2 separate regions of the Mus musculus genome follow, and region 1 is linked to region 2. The links are chromatin contacts, called in public Hi-C maps. All regions are on one chromosome and are shown on one strand. Each heading gives the region's core, a stretch centred on a gene start, on an enhancer-like site or on the middle of the called end of the contact. The rest is flanking DNA. Distances are from core to core; before and after follow the strand shown. Region 1 holds the start of Rbbp6 (retinoblastoma binding protein 6, ubiquitin ligase). Region 2 holds the start of Ndufab1 (NADH:ubiquinone oxidoreductase subunit AB1).

What was found. A called contact is a pair of places that touch in the nucleus more often than the background predicts.
Region 1: a Hi-C map of B cells shows a contact between it and region 2, with 13 read pairs. The contact joins the promoter of Rbbp6 here to the promoter of Ndufab1 in region 2. A contact is called at or near these places in 21 of 39 promoter capture datasets (the 3T3-L1 cell line, 3T3-L1-derived adipocytes, the C10 cell line and 12 more), 2 of 484 Hi-C or Micro-C datasets (B cells and muscle stem cells), 23 of 115 datasets of contacts at active chromatin or transcription factors (the SCID.adh cell line, T-cell acute lymphoblastic leukemia, acute myeloid leukemia and 14 more) and 4 of 9 other capture datasets (adipose tissue, embryonic stem cells, liver and 1 more).

What each region holds. Positions count from the first base shown.
Region 1 is chr7:122,964,925-122,971,908 of GRCm38.p6, reverse strand. It overlaps Rbbp6 (retinoblastoma binding protein 6, ubiquitin ligase), which reads right to left and starts at 1,345. Exons shown (of 18, transcript NM_011247.2): 1 at 782-1,345. The coding sequence starts at 947. 4930413G21Rik (RIKEN cDNA 4930413G21 gene) reads left to right here and starts at 1,450. Exons shown (of 1, transcript NR_045614.1): 1 at 1,450-2,851.
Region 2 is chr7:122,100,261-122,106,843 of GRCm38.p6, reverse strand. It overlaps Ndufab1 (NADH:ubiquinone oxidoreductase subunit AB1), which reads left to right and starts at 4,996. Exons shown (of 5, transcript NM_001360744.1): 1 at 4,996-5,189. The coding sequence starts at 5,022.

The DNA.
Region 1 (6,984 bases), core at 96-2,595, 870 kb before region 2:
CATTCTTTTTAGAAAAACACACACACATATATTTTGGTGGTGTCGGATGAAGAGCCCAGGGCCTTGCACTTTGAAACTTTTCTGAACTGCTTAACAGTTAAGTGTGGTCTAACACCTGCATTCCCCACACTTGGGAAGCTCAAAAGGGGTTGTTGGGGTTGGAGGCCAGTCTGGGCTACAGAATATAACTTTTGAGTAAATATCACTAATTCTGGAATTACACCTCAGAGTGTTCACCTCAGAACATTTTTTTAAATACAAAACCAATTCCAGCACTAACTAAATCCTCAAAAATACCTTTTCTACAAGCAACCCCGTATAAATAAATAAAAGGCCAGTGGACAATTGCTATCAGCTTCAAAACGCTGCTAGATTAGCCAACAAGTTATATCTACTGCTGCTTTAACCAATAGGAAACCTTACACAGGCTTTCCTCTCCTGATGGAAAAACAAGTTAGGGAAAGGCCACAAGGCAAACACCCAACAGACTCAGGTAGCAACCCTTTTCTCTTTTCAACCCAATCCCACTGTTTAAAAAACTTTAATTAAGGAGGAGGTGGGGCCCCATTTTGAAAACCAGCCTGCTAGGTAAGACAGATCCCAGCATTCAGAAGGCCAGTTAAACTCCAAGGTCGGGTGCTGCAATCCTTGGCTATCAATGAAACTCTGTGTATGACAACGGGTAAGAATGGAGTTCAAGCCTGAAACAAGAAACTTAAAATACCAACCTTGACGCCCCCCCCTCCCCCCAATAAATATCTGCGGCCCGTGTGCCTCTTACCTTCTTTCGTCTGTGCGTTGGTGATCTGCAGATCGCTATCGGCAGCTTTCAGCTTTTCTCTCCCCATAATCTGCTTCTTTAAATCGCAGAGGGAGATATGGAGCCCATCAAAAGTGACGGTGTCGTAGTTGAGTTTAGAGGAAAATTTATAGTGCACACAGGACATTGTGGCAAAAGATTCCTAAGGTTCAGCGAGGAGACGTGGACACTCTCAATATATGTATATTTATAAACTTAAGAGCAAAATATGTACACACACAAAACACTCAAAAGACAACGAAGGACCCTAAGGCCTCAGATTAAATACCCCCCCAACCACAAGCGGGGGTCCGTGAGAACAATAATCCGGAACCCCCCGTACTCAGAATCGCTTCATGAGGGAGGAGCAAGACAGGAAAGGGGGCAATCGAGGATCCGCCAACCGGCACAATGTCACCCGGCTGGGTCCCACTCGCTCATGCTAAGGGCCGGCAGGAGACGGGGGCAGGCGGTGCAGTCAGTAGCGGTCAGTCCACACGTTAGAGTCCGAATGACCCCGCGGGGTCAGGGGTCCATAGCGGCCGCACCTCCCGGCTAGTCTCTCTCCGTGGATGGGGGTGACCCAGGCCCCGGGAGAAGGTTGCGGGGAGAGGGCCTAGGCCCGGAGTCCACGAGCGGCCTCTCGCCTCCTCCCGGCTTCCGGACGACCGGCGTCGGCGTCCCCAGGCCCAGGCCCCCACCGCACACACACCCTGGCGCCTGCTCCCCGGAGGCCACGAGCGGCCCGCGGCCTAGGCCGAGATCGCGCGGTCGGCGGAGGAGAGGCCTTCCAGCGGCCGCCCGGTTCGGCTCCGCCTCCCCCCCGCCGCCGCCTGACACAAAGCCGGTGCGGGGCCCAGCTAGGCCGCGAGGCCCTTCCTCACCACCCCGGGCCCCGGAAGGCGGCTTCGTTGGCCCCGGGGACACCACCGAGGCTGCCCGACTCTTCCTCTTGCTGCTCCTCGCGCTGCTCCCGCTCCTGTCGCCTCTGAGCCCACGACCGCGTCGGGAAGCCCGGAAACGGTCGGGCGGCGGCGAGGGCGTCGCTGGATTCCCTCTTTATTATTATTATTTTTTTTTTGTTCTGCCCCCCCAACCCCGGGCGCTCTCCGGCCCGCACCCTGCGCCGACGACACCTCCGCGCCAGGCACTATGGCGGACGCGGCCTGGCTTCGGGCGAGCGCCCCCACTCCGGGGTCTCTTAAGCAGGGACTGCACGGGCGGCGCACGCGAGGCGGGGCTTGGGCGTGCGCCGATAGGCGGGCCGGGGGCGGGGCCGTCTGCGTCACAAAGCGCACCGGCCCGCCCACGTGACCCGGCGCTTTGTGACTTGCGGCGTGGAACCTGAGGCTACGCGGAGAACAGGAGAAACTACGTGGGTCCGCAGAGAGGGGGAGGCGGACCGTCCCACCGGGCGGGTCTGGAAGGGGCGCTTAAGCGGCGGAGGCCCCAAAGTGCGGAGGGGGTGAACCGCGAATTCCACCCACGCACGAGTCTCATCACTGTGATGGCTGCTCACCAACTCCTCTCCTAACAGACTGTATACCCTGAGCTCTTCCAAAGCTGCTGGTGAGAATGGACCATCATCACCACCAGCAGCATCTTAAGAGCTGTGTCCGACTCTTACCTTGTACTAGGCACCGCGTTGACCGCTGATGTTTGCAAATTCTGGAGCCCAGTCTCCTAGGTCGGAAGTAACTCCGTTCTCCCAAAGACGCTGTCAGAGAATAAAGAATTAAATCCATGAGTATATTTCAATATTTAAGACCATGCCTGGCATATCTGTGCCTCAATACAGGGGGCCTAATAAATGTCAAATAAACAACAGCAAAAAAATATCTCCAATTTATAAGATAGAAACCTAAAGCCAACAGCCGTGCATTTTTCGAGTTTTCAAAGAAGGGAATGCTTGCTGGGTTGCAGGGTCCTCATTCCATTTTAAATTACAAAGTCCCTTAGGAGGGTTGGCATTCTTTTTCTCTTGTGGCATACGGGACATATTGCATTTATAAATTCATAAATAATAAAAATTAAAACTGTACAATTACTATCATTTACAGTGTCCAATGTCCAGCCTCTGAATTTTACAGGCTAGGCTCAAGGAAGTTCAGCAACTGAGAACAAAATCATACATCCAAGAGGTGGCAGAGTTTTCAGAAACTTCCTGAATGCTAACGCCCCAGATTCTGACTTGGTTTAAGTCAATCATCTTGTCAGAAACGCCTTCCTAAGGCCATCTTATTAAGATAGTCATCGATTTTGGCCTTTATTTTCTTCTTAACTGCAAGGAATATACCTGTTTGTTCTTCTGTTGTTTTTTTTTTTATTATTAATTTTCTTGTTTGGTTTTGGTTTTTGGTTTTTCCAGACAGGGTTTCTCTGTATAGCCTCAGCTGTCCTGGAGCTCACTCTGTAGACCAGGCTGGCCTCGAACTCAGATATCTGCCTGACTCTGCGTCCCAAGTGCTGGGATTAAAGGTATGTGCCACTACTGCCCGGCTTATTAATTATTTTTTTGCTTGTTTGTTCTGAGGTTTCACTATGTAGCCCAGACTGGTCTTGAACTCACAATCTTCTTACCTCAATTTCCAGAGTGCCAGAGCCGGGCAGTGGTAGTGCATGCCTTTAATCCCAGCACTTGGGACGCAGAGGCAGGCGGATTTCTGAGTTCAAGGCCAGCCTGATCTACAAAGTGAGTTCCAGGGCAGCCAAGGCTATACAGAGAAACCCTGTCTTTAAAAAAAAACCAAAACAAAAACAAAAAAACAGAGTGCCAGTGTTACTGGGTTTTTGTTGGTTGGATGATCTTTCCCATTCTCTCAGCTAAGAGCATGAAATTTACCCCGATTTTTGTGACATTCCTAAGTCTTGAAAGAGTATTTGGACACTGTAGGTACATTTTGATGTTATCTATAGAAATACCATGGCAATGTTAGCTAACCATCAGAGATAACCCCAGAGACAGAAACACAGCTTAAATAAGTCACTTATAGATTAATTTTTATGTGATTAGTTTCTCCCTCTTTTCTTCGGTAATTCAAAATTTCTTTCTCTATGGTCTAGGGTGACTTTCTTAAAAACCCGGGTGACTGTCAGGCATGTTGGTACCCAAGCATTTGAGAGGCACAGGCAGACTGATCTTGGTAAATTCCAGAGCATCCTGGAATAGGCCAACCAGAGCTACAGAGTGAGACCCTGTCTCAAAAAACAAAAAACAAAAAAACAAAAACAAGAACAAAAAAACCTGAATGAAAGAGGACAGAGTTGCAGAAGAAGGAACTAGGGAACTAGTTCGTCTTTGGTAAGAGAGAGGGGTCTTTGGTGAGTGTGGTAAGAATTACAATTCCTGGGGCTGGTGAGATGGCTCAGTGGGTTAGAGCACCCGACTGCTCTTCCGAAGGTGCAGAGTTCAAATCCCAGCAACCACATGGTGGCTCACAACCATCCGTAACAAGATCTGACCCCCTCTTCTGGAGTGTCTGAAGACAGCTACAATGTACTTACATATAATAAATAAATAAACAAATAAATAAATAAAAAAATCTTTAAAGAAAAAAAAATTAAAAAAAAAAAAAAGAATTACAACTCCTCACCATAGTTAATTCCTTTACCAAATCCAACACCTGATCCCTGGGCCACACCCTGAGGTATCAGAATCTAATCAGAGGAGGAATTTGTGTCTCGGAATCATGCAGTAGGATATGCCGAAGCTCTTCTTATTCTTCCTCAGAGACTTTGTTTTCTGGAGGTTCAGACACACTGAGGAGTAAGCATTCGGGTACCACAGAAATGCCCTCTTTTCATAGACGTTTGTTTGTTTGTTTACCATTTTGCTTTAGTGTGGTAATTTGCTACAATTGAGGAACTAGTATCACTCTATTGTTATTAGCTGAAGTCCATAATTTACAACACAGTTCACTCTGCTTTAAACAGGCTATGTTTTTTGTTTTGTATAAAGAATTTTGTTTTGTATATAGGGCCTCCTTCATGAGGAGTTGGCATTCTTACACTGAGTTACATCGGCAGCTCTGATGCTCGCCTCCCTACCAACCTCAAACTCCTGCAGTTACTTACCTTTTTTTGTTTGGTTGGTTTTTTGAGACAAGGTTTCTCTGTATACCCCTGGCTGTCCTGGAACTCACTTTGTAGACCAGGCTGGCCTCGAACTCAGAAATCCGCCTGCCTCTGCCTCCCAAGTGCTGGGATTAAAGGCGTGGGCGCAACCACGCCTGGCAGTTACTCATGTTTTTATTGGTCTCATAGTTTGGCCTTTTCCAAAACGTGACATAATGAGAATCACACAGTATCCAACCTTTTCAGTGGAATATATTGTCCAAAAAAGTGGGGAAAGGGGGATGGGCTGGGAACATGGGTCAATGGTAGAGTACTACTTGCTTCAGTGCTGCCTTTGAGTCTATTCCCAGCAACACAAAAACACTTTGTTACAAGTTTTTCAGTCTTTGTTTTTGAGACAGAGTCTCGTGCAGCCCAGGTTATTCTTCAGCTTGTTTTTGTGGAGCTACTGATGGATGACCTTGAACTTTTTGTTTTGTTTTCCAAGACTATAGACCAGGCTGGCCTAGAACTCAGAGATCTTCCTGCCTCTGCTTCCCTCGTGCTGGGATTAAAGGCGTGCGCTACCACTGATGTGTAGGTCAGACAACAATGTGTAGGACCTGGTTCTCACTTTCCACCATGTAGGCCCTGAGAATCAAACCCAGATTGCCAGGGTTAGCAACGGGTGCCAGTACATGCAGAGTCCTCTCAACGGTCCTAGATTGAATTTTCTTAGTAGCTATATTTTATGATTGATTGCAGATAAAGATGATGCTCATTTTTAGATTTTTAGAAACACTACTCAATTTGGGGCTTTCTGTGTAATCCCTTCCATTGGTAGATTGCTTGTTTAGTATGCAAGAAAACCTGGATGTGATCCCACTGAGCACCTGGACATGGTATCAAATACAAGTAATTCGCAGTGGGAATTCAATGCAAAGTAAAGGGCATTGTATGAGTTAGGGTTCTCTAGAGTAACAGGACTTATAGTATGAATCTCTCTCTCTCTCTCTCTCTCTCTCTATATATATATATATATATATATATATATACACACACACATATATACATACACACATATATACACACATATATGTATACTCTCTATATATGTATATATACATACATACACACATATATGTATATATATGTATACTCTTTATATATACATATATATATGTATATATACATACATATATGACTTACATATATGGGATTTATTAGAATGACTTACAGGACGTGCTCCAGATAATCCAGTCATGTCTGACTATGAATGGAAAGTTCAAGAATCCAACGTTGCTCAGTCCATGAGGCTCAATGTCTCAGCTGGTCTTCAGTAAAAGCTGGAATCCCAAAGAAGTAAGCTCTAATGCCAGAGAAGGAATAAGCTAGCTAGCAAGCCGAGAGCAAAAAGCAAAAGTTTCCTTCTTCCAAGACCTATTTATTTAGGTTACCAGCAGAAGGTGTGGCCCAAACTAAAGGTGTGTCTTCCTACCTCGAGATCCGGATTAAAGGAGCAAGAGAGATGACTTCATACTTAAGATCACTTGGCTGCTCTTCCAGAGGACCTGGCTTCAATTCCCAGCAACCACATGGCAGCTCACGACTATCTATAACTCCAGTTCCAGAGCTGACATTCTTACAACAGACATTGATGCAGGCCAAACACTAATGCATATGTAATAAATAAAATAAGAACTTAAAAAAAAGCCAGATTAGAAGTGTATCTTCCTCTTTCAAGTTAAGTGGAAAATCCCTCCCTGGTGTGCCCTCCATTTTTGAATTTTAGTTAATTAGAGTTGTTGTAATCAAGTTGATAACCAAGAATAGCCATCACGGGCATCCTCTGTCAGCCTCAGCTACATAGCAAAGTTGAGTCTAGCTTGCTACATGACACTGTCTCAGAAGAGAAAAGGAAAGACAGAAAGCTTGGCACACGGAAAGCTAAGGTTATAAACTGACACTACATTGAAACAGGATAGCTAGTTAGGAAATAAAGAGAATTTTAAAAAGAGAATTTAAAAAAATGTAGAAAAGAGACTAGGCCCCTCCTCATTCTCCTGATTGGTTTCTGTCACTCAGAAGCTGACATCCAGGGGTTTCGGCATAGTCATCCAGGCCTGGGTATG
Region 2 (6,583 bases), core at 3,747-6,246:
CAGGAAGTACAGACAACTGAATTGCAAAGACAACCAAAGCATGCCATAAGGAATGAGGTCCCGGATCAGTCCAGGTAGCCAGGGGTCTTGTGTAAACTTCATTGTGCAAGGAAAGATGAGCGACTGAGCAGTAAGCAGATCAGGCTGTACTCTGGCTCCAGAGTGAGCAAAGGCTCTGTGAAGACTGAGAATAGAGGCAGGCAGATGGGCTTGGAAAGTGATGGTATCAGTAATTGTTAAAAGTTCTCAGAAATCACCCAAAATGGGAAGGGTAGCAGGGTGGAGGGAGGGTATGGGGGGCTTCCAAGATAGCATTTGAAATGTAAATGAAGAAAATATCTAATAAAAAATTGAAGAAAAAAAAAAGAAATCACCCAAAAAGAATGCGTAATAGGTAACTGGATATAGAACTGTGGAGTCAGATTCAAATGGGAATTAACTCCTCTGGAACACACTGGTTCTGAAAACTTGAAAGTTTAAAGTCAAGGGTGGATTAAAGGTACCACTCTAAGACTGATGTTTAGATGATGAGGGAGACTGAATGTATTTATATATTTATTTCAGATACAGTGCAAACTGTCTGGGACTCACTATGTTAGCCATTTGTCTCAATCTTACAGCAGATCTTCATTTTGCCAAGTTCCAGCTTGAGCTACCAGGTCTGAAAGAAAGAAAGGGGGCACACGGCAGATGAAATCTAGATGAGTAGGTCAAGAGTGAGTAGAATGTGAGGAGTCAAATATAGGTTGCTTTAGGCTGGAGAGGTGGCTCAGCAGTTAAGAGCACTGACTGCTCTTCCAGAGGGCCTGAGTTCAATTCCCAGGATGGTGGCTCATCTGTAATGGGATCTAATGCCCTCTTCTGGTGTGTCTGAAGAGAGCACTGTAGTGTACTCATGTACAGAAAATGAATAAATATTTTTTTAATGTAGGTTATTTCGTAAATAAATGAATCTTTAAAAAGAAAATGTGGGGGGCTGGTGAGATGGCTCAGTGGGTAAGAGCACCCGACTGCTCTTCTGAAGGTCCAGAGTTCAAATCCCAGCAACCACATGGTGGCTCACAACCATCCCTAACAAGATCTGACTCCCTCTTCTGGTGTGTCTGAAGACAGCTACAGTGTACTTACATATAATAATAAATAAATCTTTAAAGAAAAAAAAAAAAAAAAAAAAAGAAAATGTGGGTTCTTAAAGAAGCTTGACCATGACAAGGCAGAATGGTTGCACCAAAAATATATATAAAGATAAGTGGGAGGAGTCTCTGGCTTTGATTTTAGATTAGGAGAAACAAGCATGTTTATGGGTTCATAGGAAAGAACCAGACAGACTATTAAAGGTAGGGAAACGGATAAGGACATCATAATGCTTGCTTAGCATGCACAGGATAGTGAGTTGAAAACCACAGAGAGTATCCACTCATTGGTCTTCCCTCTTCTTGATTTTCTTGTGTTTTGCAAATTGTATCTTGGGTGTTCTCTGTTTCTGGGCTAATATCCACTTATCAGTGAGTGCATATCTAATGACGTCTTTTGTGATTGGGTTACCTCACTAAGGATGATATCCTCCAGATATATCCATTTGTCCAAGAATTTCATAAATCCATTGTTTTTAATAGCTGAGTAGCACTCCATTGTGTAAATGTACCACATTTTCTGCATCCATTCTTCTGTTGAGGGACATCTGGGTTCTTTCCAGCTTCTGGCTATTAGCAGAAGATGGCCTAGTCAGCCATCACTGGGGTGTGTACTAGACAGGCACTGGGGGTGCTACTCACAGTGACCGGAGTACTACTCAAAAGACTCTGCCCTCCCTCGTCTGTCATTTTCTTTAAATATTTTGAGATGGTTTTGCTATGTGGCCAAGCCTGACCTTGAACTCCAGGTTCTCTTATTTTGTCCTTTCAAGTGCTGGGATGACAGGTGTGCACGAGTGTGCCCGGCTTATCTAGGACGCCTCTTAATTACTCATCTTCCCTAGTTCGAGGCTAGCCTGGTCTACAGAGTGAGTTCCAGGACAGCCAGAGCAACACAGAGAAACCCTGTCTCGAAAAACCAAAATAAGAAAAAAGAAAAGAAAATGCCTAAGTATGATTTCCTTGGCACTCTGGATTTTCTCACTGTCTCTATGAAGAGCCGCCCTTTTTTCTACAGTTGCCCTTTGACTTCCGTGCCTGACCCAGAAGGCACGGCTTTCTCCCTCCCTGCCATGACCCTCCTCCTAGCAGCTGTCTGTATTTACAACTCCCCTGCCTTGTTTCTCTCTCAAACTAGTAAAATGGCCCTTCGGCTTAACACACAAACAAAACAATTAAAAAAACAAGCAAACAAAAAATAGTGGGGCAGTGGTGGTGTGTGCCTTTAATCCCAGCACTTGGGAGGCAGAGGCAGGCAGATCTCTGAGTTCAAAGCCAGCCGGGTCTACAGAGTGAGTTCCAGGACAGCCAGGGCTACACAGAGAAACCCTGTCTCCGGGGGGAAAAAAAAAAGAAAGAAAAGAAAGAAAGAATCAAAAGAAAACCAAAAAACCAACACACATGTCTGTTGCTATACAAAGAGAAACTTTAAGTTGGAAGTGGTTATTAAATCATCTGGATTTCAAATACTAAATAACTTTAACAAAATCTAGGAGTTGGGTGGAAGGAAACACACAGGCCATGCAGTGGCCATGCCTTAGCTAAGGTTCCCGGCCATAGCATCACAGGGCCCCATAAACCATTCCCACTCCTCACAGGAAAGGTCAGGATCTTTGGTTGAGATGGCAGTTATTGTAGGCTGAAGTCTTCACAATACTATGACCCCTCCTCCCAATTGTTTTTCCTTGAATACTCCCAATTTTTTTAATGCTCATGATCTCTCTCTCTCTCTCTCTCTTTTTTTTTTTTTTTGTTTGCTTTTTGAGACAGGGTTTCTCTGTGTAGCCTTGGCTGTCCTGGAACTCACTTTGTAGACCAGGCTGGTCTCGAACTCCGAAATCTGCCTGCCTCTGCTTCCTGACTGCTGGGATTAAAGGCGTGTGCCACCACGCCTGGCTATGCTGATAATCTTTAAACAAGAGACTAGTGTCACAGATCTCCAGAAGTCAGGCTACATTAACTGTGTGCTGAGTGAATTCCAAAAGTTATTATACTTGTTGCTAGAAGAGGGCCTCTTTGGAAAGTAGTCAAGTCAAGTCTGAGGGGGATGTTAGTCCAAGTGACTGATCCTCAGGAAACACTGCTTTACCCAGTAGCACAGCTGAGACATAGTAAAATGCAGTGCCCGCATCAGTCAGGCAAGCCAAGGGGTTCTTCTCAAAGGAAGAAACTCATTAAACAAAGCCACTGAGGAACGTTATCAGTGAGCCCCTCCACATATATCCACACGGAGGTTGGCCCATTTGTAATCACACTTTTATCCCCACACTGACTTCTGAGCATGCTCAGTTTAAATCATTGATGAAGGTACTAGGCACATTTTTTAGGTTATGGGGTACACGTTTCTGATATTGAGAGGGATGAACAGGGCCGCTTCTAGGCATGTTCAACTTACACCAGAAAGTCTTAGCTGAAAACAAAGGAAAGGGCACTTTGAAGGTGCGTTAGTGCAGGAGTTTGACTTTGGTGTCTGCCTGCTTAGTGTCTAGTTGGTGTGTGGGCTTCACTTGTCCATTTTTGTTCACCGTCTCAGATCCTGAAGTGTCAAAATGAATTCTACCTGCAAAGCTGTAAGTAACCTGCCTAATCTGTAATATACACACATTGTCCAGTTTCGCTTTTGGCTGTACTGCAGACTGAACCTAGAACGGTCATGCTAGGCAAATTCCCTACATCCATGCATTATCAAAATTTAAAATATGTACTGTTGTACTTCACCATTTCCTGGTCTCCAGGTTACTGTAAGCACACGGAGTTTGGGAGGTTTGTGGAGGGGGGGGTTATTTGTTTATTTATCTATTTTGAGACAGGGCCTTGCTATGTAGTCTAGGCTACCACCATAAGATGATCCTCCTGCCTCAGCCTCTGGAGTTGGGAATGAGGACGTGACAGTCACACCTACTTGGCTACTAGTCTTAAAACTCACACTTATAATGTGTACTGAGTTTTCACTGAAACAACAATAACAAAATCTTAGCGCTATGGGAGAAACGTGACATATTTTATTTTTCAGAGATAGGGTTTCACTATGTAGCCCTGGCTGGCTTGGAACTTGCAGTGTAGACCAGGGTGTTCTTCAACTCTCAGAGATCCTCCTGGCTGCAGAGTGATGGTATTAATGTTGTTTGCCACTATGCCATGATCCCCACCCAACTTTTTTTTTTTTTCTGAAAATGATGCAGTTTTAATATACCATTCTGCAGAAAGGGACACAAAGAAAAGGCAAAAAATTACTGTCGAGTTGATTTTGCCCTGAAATTCCTGCCTCTTTCTCCCATAGGCTAGACATTATAAAATTCACAATCTAGCATATTCCCCTCTCAAATTCTCTATCCTTTTTATTTAGGAGGAAAAACCTTATTTAATGAATTAATTTGAGGCTTGAGAGTGCCCCTTTCGCTGATTGTGGGCCAACCCATATTGTTGATTGCCTAAAACTTCTCTTTATTTATTTATTTTTTAATTATTCACTTTACCTCCCCGCTCCCGGTCAGCCCCTCCCACAATCCTTCCCCCATCCCCATCCCCTTCTCCGTCTCTGAGATGGTGGGGACCCCCCTGGGTACCTCGCTACTTCAAGTCTCGGCGAGGCTAGGCGCTTCCTCTCTACTGACAGCCAACAATATATTTCAGAACTTTGGGAGAAGAATCAAGTCGGTTTCTCTTTTGGGTCAGTGACAGTGTTTAGGGTTAGATGGCATTTGTGCAGTTGCAACCACAGCAGCCCTTGTCCTTCTAAAGGAGGTGGGTGCAGCGCGGCTGGGAGCCGCTAGGGTCCGCCCGCGCCCGCGCAGCCCTCAAGCGCCGCTCTGTACGTCGCCGGCGTACGGCGCTAGCTGCGGCCGCGGCGGGAGGCTGCGGCGCAGTGCATCCTGGGTTGGCGTAGCCATGGCGTCTCGTGTCCTCTGCGCCTGTGTCCGCCGCCTGCCCGCGGCCTTCGCGCCGCTGCCCCGGCTTCCCACGTTGGCCTTGGCGCGGCCGCTCAGCACCACCCTATGCCCTGAGGGAATCCGGAGGAGACCCGGGGCTCTGCAGTCCGCCTTGGCGCTCGCGCAGGTGACTTGCGGTGACTTTGCCGGGGCTAGTCAGGGGTCAGGGCCCCGGGCCGTCCGGGTTGGGGGAGGGGCTGCACAGAACCTGCAGGGGTGATGGGGTACACGGCTAGCCCCACTGCCTGACGGGTTTTGGTTGACCCCTGTCGCGAAGCTAAGTGTCTTATGATTAGAGCACAGGACTTTGACCCAGTCTTTTTTTTTTTTTTTTTTTTTTTTTTTTGGTTTTTCGAGACTCTGTATAGCCCTGGCTATCCTGGAACTCACTTTGTAGACCAGGCTGGCCTTGAACTCAGAAATCCTCCTGCCTCTGCCTCTCGAGTGCTGGGATTAAAGGCGTGCGCCACCATGCCCGGCTTTTGACCCAGTCTTGACTGAAGAACAAAATTGGACACCAGCTCTCATCCTTGCGGAGTGGCAATGAAGTTTAGGTGAGAGTTCGAGTAGAGCACCTACTGCGATTGGCAATTACCGTGGTCACTTCCAAGGACGTACACAAGAGGAAAGCCACTTGCCCATAATAGTCCTCTGCAGAGTATTCTCTAGGTTCCCAGAGTTCTATTGTAATTTCCCCCCTGTGGCACCTTTTGTCTGTGAACTTTCTGGAAGTAAGGATAGGAAACAAGTCCTGTGTAGTTTGCATATTTGATGAAACCAGTGTGGGGCTTAAACTCTGTGAGGATGTCACTTTCAACCCTAACTAGCCCTCTTCCCGCTCCCCTTCTGACTCTTTCCGCTGGTATCAAGCCCTGGCATGGCGTTTTAAGTTCCAGTGTGCATGCAAGGTTAGGAAGTACTGTAGTAGACTTTGGGCCAAGTTGAAGAACCGATTCTCATACTCAGTGACCTTCCTGAAGTAGTGGTTTCAGTCACACCTGCACGCTACAAGAAGAGCTAAGGTTCTACATCCTGTGTTGAGATTCACCGACAGTGTAATAGATAGGCAGGCCATTGTCCCATTGGCTAGACCAAAAGGTTGTCATTATAAAAGTGTTAAAAGGGCAGTAAAGGGGGCTGGTGAGATGGCTCAGTGGGTAAGAGCACCCGACTGCTCTTCCGAAGGTCCAGAGTTCAAATCCCAGCAACCACATGGTGGCTCACAACCATCTGTAACGAGATATTTCGCCCTCTTCTGGTGTGTCTGAAGACAGCTACAGTGTACTTACATGTAATAAATAAATCTTTAAAAAAAAAAAAAGGGCAGTAAAGCTGCTGTGCCTTAGGATCTAGAGACCAATTTCAGATTAAGCTAAAATGTTACTTCTCAAACTTAAGTTGTGCATAAAGTATTTTTGTGGGCTTTCTAGATGGGGTCCTGGGACCATGCTTTGAACAGGTGGTGTGCTCTCTGTCTGCTTTATACAGATAGTAGAGGAACTGCTTTATGCTTACAGAATG